Linked DNA regions of Xenopus laevis: region 2 is linked to region 1. Evidence: chromatin contacts called from public Hi-C data. All regions are on one chromosome and are shown on one strand. Each heading gives the region's core, a stretch centred on a gene start, on an enhancer-like site or on the middle of the called end of the contact. The rest is flanking DNA. Distances are from core to core; before and after follow the strand shown.

Region 1 (2,865 bases), core at 120-2,619:
TACCTACGAGGGTAATAATAAGAGATTAGACAAGGAGGAGAGGGCAAAGATCTAGAACATAATGAACGGTTGTGAAGCAGGAAATACTGGAAGGGGTGTGTCATAGATGCAGGACAGATATTCCAGTGTATATATTCCTCCATACATGGTATAATATTAGTTGCTGACAGACTAAACCAGAAACTCATTAGGCAGTGTATGGAGAGTTCGATGGGCTTCGCCAGATGTTGATCAGACAGGTTTAAAAATCCCATCAGATCGAGGACTGCATTGACTTGTTGATGTGGTCCTCGATCCGTCCTCCCATATTCTCCTCTTTGTGATCCGATTGTTGAGCCCTGCGGCCCACAATCATGTCAGCCCGATATCACCCACCTCATGGTGGACATATCTGGAAGAAATCCACTCACTGGGCAAAGTAGCCAAATGAGCGGATCACTACATGTATGGCCACCTTTACAAATGGACACAGCAGAGCCAGGCCAAAGGGTACAGGCTCCCATGGCTGACCGAAGCCAACCCCTCCCCCTGCTGCATCCCACCCACCTGCCTGTTATGAGCCCACCTCTCGTTTTCCACCAATCAATGCAATTCCCCATCTCTCTACTACTATGTGCCGAGGGCTCAGTGTGGCGGGAATGGATGGGAACTGTATTCCCTCCCACATATTCGCTACCCCCTCCTGTTGCACCCAAGGTACCTGCCTAACTTAACAACCTCTAGTTAGAGCCATGGGACAGAGCAAAACAATTACAATAGGCAACTGGATTGTTTTTTAGGCAAACAATTCTCCCTACTATAAATACCATGTAAAAACATTATATAACAATTTACTTTTTTGTATTTTCATTTCCCTTGCCAATACAGGAAAAGGCAGTTGAAGTTACGGATTGGCGTAAAAACATTGAAGCCATGTCTGGCATGGAGGGCAGAAAGAAGAAATTTGACACCAGCAATGCTTAAAACTAAGGTAAATATGCAAGGCAACAGAACTGTCCAAAGAATAACCAGTAGTTTACAATCAGCTTTGCACATTGTAGTACATTATGTAATACAGTGTTTCTTAAAGTGGGAGGGCTTGGAGCACTGGCTGGGGGCTTACTATGAAAGCCATTTAGGATGAAGTTTAGGGAGAATGCCTAATACTCTCCTAGATACACCTGGAGTCAGTTAATAAAATACTTATTTGATGTCCTAGAGGAACCAGACCCTGTTGTTTGGGACCCCCTGCAACCGCGTGGTCTGCTTCTTCTATAGTAACACCACTGGGCTAGGGCCATAAAGCCTTTTTTTTACAAGGTCTGACTCCAAGGTCGGACTGGGGGGCCCGGGGCCCACCGGGACCACTGTCCAGGGCCCCCCTCCGGCCTCTCCGCCCACCCCCTACTGAGGCGCTGCACACACGCATCAAGGCGCGAACGGCACATGCGCGAACTGCGCCACCCGGCGTGCATACGTGAACGGTGCCCAAATTTTTTAGGGGGGGTTCAAAATATGGGGCAAGGGGGTCTGGGCCGGCAGGGGGCCCATGAGGGTCGGGCCCACCGGGTTTTTTCCCGGTGTCCCGTCGGGCCAGTCCGACACTGTCTGACTCAACATATTTATTTTATTTATTCCTTACATCTTTTATACTTTTCACATCACATTAAAGCTGACTAGATTACACAACATCCAAAAAATGAAAGGGTTTATGACAACTGTGTCCACATGTCTTATTTCATCTGCCTCTTAAATACAGGTTGACTTTATTTAAAGGGTGAGGTAAACAGCCCTCCAGGCGAGATGATAATTGCTTTTCAGCACTTCTTCATTACTTGCCATGTTACATGCTTGGGGTGTTGACAAACATACAAATCTGCACTGAAATTATGATCGTCATGAAAATGCCTGCCTGAATATTTCAAGCTCGATTTATGAGAGTGACTCGAAATAGGGTGTTTGAAGAAAGGATTATTGTATTCACTCACAAGCCACTACTGGGGGTTGACACTGTAATATAATTACATATAATACACAAAAGCCATGAATATCCTGTAAATTATATCCTTATAAACGGTGAGTAGTGATGTCATCAGTTATAAACGGTGAGTAGTGATGCCATTTCTGTCACATGACTCACTAAAATGTGTGTATTATAATAAATAAAGTACCCCCAGTTGTAAAATATGAGGATATTAGAAGTTACCTCGGAGTTCCATGACCTGTATAAAAACACTCGGCCTTCGGCCTCGTGTTTTTATATGGTCATGAAACTCCTCGGTAACTAATAATATCCTTATATTTTACAAGAGGGGGTACTTTATTCACTATATAATATACATTATAGTGAAATGAACAAACAATGTCTGGATGTTCCAAAGATGTTGACCAAAATACCAGGGTTTTAACCCAGAGGCTAATGTTTCTGCCAGTTTGGTCATTTATTTTTCTACCATACTGGCATTTAATCTGTTCATGTTTGCAGTCAGACTAGTCGACATGGTTTCTTCCTGGAAGAGAAGAGAATAAGGGGCTTATTTATCATTATGTATAAAACATTGGCGGAAAACATTACCGGTGATGTTGCCCATAATGACAAATCAGCAATTAGATTTCAACACTTTTATTAGGAAACAAGAGCAAAGATTGGTTGAAATGGGCAACATCACTTGCAATGTTTTTCTCCACAGCATGATAAATAGGCCCATTATTGTACAGATCTGTTTTGAGGGGTAATATATTAGGTGCATGGTAGGGTGCAATTCATTTTTGCCCTGCATATTGGACTGCAATAAAACAAATTCTATAGATATCACTTCCTTTAAAGGAACAGTTACACCAAACAATTAAAATGTTTTAAGTAATGTACTGTTTGCCTGCACTGCT
Region 2 (2,865 bases), core at 183-2,682, 60 kb after region 1:
AATTTGGTAGAATCTCTATGTAATTTTTATTTTTAGTGTTGCCCCCTCTTCCTTTGTCACAGCATTAACATTAGCGGCAGGATATATAACAAGAATTCTACTAAAATTATTTATAGGGTTTCCCAAAGGAGAGAGCCACATACAAGGGAGCTGTTCTGTTTTGCATTAGAATGCAGGCCAAGATATTTCATACTAATTCAATTAGAGCTGTGAATCATGTTCTGTTCTATGTATCATATTCTAACCATGTGCAGTCCCTTGTTACGTGAGAGGCGGGGGGAAACAGAATAAAGAAGAATATAAAAATGATGGCGGTATCATATTTTTGGAAGCATTGATGCATTAGAAGGCATACACTATGCTTTTGTTAGACAGAAATGTACAGAGAATGCAGCATTCCAGGCTGTGCCATCATTTCTCGACAGCGATTTGCTTACCAAGCTATCTTTGTATCAACCACTTTGTATCCATGTCCAAAAAGGACATACAGTAGGTACACCAAAAGGTTATAACTGAGCCTTTCTTGCTAACATGGAGTCAACTGCACCGGGTGCAAGAAATATGAATTCAAAATGGATTATCCCTAAGGCTGACTTGTTTTTATTTATTGTTTTCTCTCTCTATACAGATATCACACTACAGTGTTTCTTCTGTGGATTCTCTCTGAGGTTTGATCAACCCGCTAGGAGGTTTTTTGTACCAGAACTACTAAATTATATATATATTATATATAAATATATATACTAAATGCCCCACCACTTCAAGTCAGTAGGTGTTTTCCAAATGCTCCCTACTCTTTGAGGTTCAGCATTTGTAGTCTCAACACTTTGAAAACAAACATTAAATGATTTTTTTTCCCATTTAGGGCCAGTCAACAAGAGGAAGAAAAGCAAGACCACCTACTGGAAGAGGGGATCCATCAGGAACAGCAAAAACAGGATGAGGTGGAACAACAGTAGGACCAGGAACATCAGGAGGAGCAGGAACAACAGCAGGACCTGGAATTGCAAGAGAAACAGGAAAAACAGCAGGAGGAGCAGGAACAGCAGCAGGATCAGGAACAACAGCAGGACCAGGAACAGGAGGAGCAGGAACAAGAGGAAGATGTTCCTGCTGAACAACAACAACCCTGAGAAGATGGGTTGTACTCAGGCTCCAGAGGATTTGGGTAATATAACTAATTACTGGCTTTCTATTTTCATATGCAAATGCACCCTGTTGGCTCTTGTGTACTTTGTAGCCTTCCAGTCGTTCAAGCTGTCTGCCCAAATGATTAGAGAAATTAAAAGGCTGCCATAGTGTTGCCCCTTGTTAGTTCTCTGTATTTTTTTCCTGTGGCCTGATCAGTCAGAGAATTCCCCCTATTGGCCAGGGTATGGCTGCCTATAGGTTGCACTAGGTTAATTGACTCTGAGCTGAGATCTGGCCAAGTCTCCAAGTCTCATGTTCTAAATTTGTCTAAATGCTTGACTTGGGGGCCTATAGCCAGTGTTGATACAGTTAAGTAGCTGACAGGTAATGAGGCACTTGTCAGGCATGGGTCCCACAGGGGTGGTGACAATTGGTTGCTCGGTTACACTTGTCCACCCAACCCCTATTGGTTGGGTGGCTGGCATGGCAGGTAGCCCAGGAATGAGTATTGTGGTTGTTTATAGCTTGCTGTTTCAAACAAGGGCTGCTTGCTAGGGTCCAAAAGAAAGACATTTATGTAGTACTAGTCAGTAGTCAAGTGTTATACACCAAAGTATGTAAACAAAATATAGACATTAATAAAAAAGGAATAATAAAAATAAGGCAAATAATTTTAATAAATATGTCTGTAAAAAACCATAGAACATTTGAAAGTACTTTTGTTAATGAAATATATATTGACGTGGTAACTGCCTTGAAGCCACTTTAAAGTGAAAAGTCTTTAGCGATAAGAGAAAGAGCATCTGCCAGTTTATGGTGGTGTAAGGGAAATTGGAAGATAACGCAAAAGACTTCAATCAGTAAGAGGTTTCGGGGTTGAACTGTGAAAATTAAGCATTACTGGAGCTTTCAATGGGCCGTTAAACATAAGATATATCGGTTAATGCGATAAGCGTTTAGTGCAATGAATTGCATAATGGACATACGAAAAGGCTCACTTATGATATAAAGTTTAACATATCACATTGCATATAGATTTCTCCTATATGACAGCAGATGACAACATTGCCCATGTGCCCAATAAATAGTGATTGTCTATGGCATTTTACAGCAGCCCCTCTTTGCCAGAGTCTACTGTTCATCTGTTCACATGGGGGGTGTAAGTTCTTGCACACAACAGGAGTGCTATGATCAGAGCAAACAGCAAGAAACCATCTTCCCCAGCAACAGCAGCAGCAGCAGCAGCAGCTTGCCAGCTCAATAGAAGAAAATTCAAATCATTACTCAGCATTTGATTGGTTAAATAACTTCTAACCTCAAGGCGTGACTACACTTTCCATCCCTCCTGTATCTGGAGCAGCATTTAAAATGAAGCCAATCAGTGGCTTCCACGTGCTTACTGATTCTCAGTGCTAGTGATGGGTGAATCTGACCAATTTCGCTTTGCCGGAAATTTGTGAAACGCGAAAATTTGCAAAAATGTGTTGAAGTCATTAGGTGACAAATTTTTGTTGACTCGCGACAAATTTTTCACCCATTGGAGTCTATGGAAGTCATTTTTGCGGCAAAACTTGGCGAAGAATTTTGCTCATCACTAATTTCTCACTCCACAATCAATTTAGCAGAAGTCAGCTGATTAAAGGGGCTGTTCACTTTAAATTCACTTTTAGTATCCAGGGGTCCCCAACCTTTTCTACCCGTGAGCAACATTCGGATGTAAAAGGAGTTGGGGAG

What was found. Hi-C and Micro-C count contacts between places; a contact is called where the count stands out from the background.
Region 2: a contact with region 1 is called in a Hi-C map of the XL177 cell line, with 3 times the contacts expected there. The contact joins two enhancer-like sites. A contact is called at or near these places in 2 of 4 Hi-C or Micro-C datasets (the XL177 cell line and the XTC cell line).

What each region holds. Positions count from the first base shown.
Region 1 is chr3L:25,836,937-25,839,801 of Xenopus_laevis_v10.1, forward strand. tnni1.2.L (troponin I type 1 (skeletal, slow), gene 2 L homeolog) reads left to right here. Exons shown (of 9, transcript NM_001086312.1): 8 at 868-970. The coding sequence ends at 963. Among protein-coding and RNA genes, the nearest start is that of tnni1.2.L, 14 kb to the left of the region's middle. Within about 2 kb of position 1,370, at least 1 of the 7 cell types and tissues checked has an H3K27ac peak or open chromatin away from gene starts, as enhancers often do.
Region 2 is chr3L:25,897,004-25,899,868 of Xenopus_laevis_v10.1, forward strand. No RefSeq gene overlaps it. Among protein-coding and RNA genes, the nearest start is that of bpgm.L, 29 kb to the left of the region's middle. Within about 2 kb of position 1,433, at least 1 of the 7 cell types and tissues checked has an H3K27ac peak or open chromatin away from gene starts, as enhancers often do.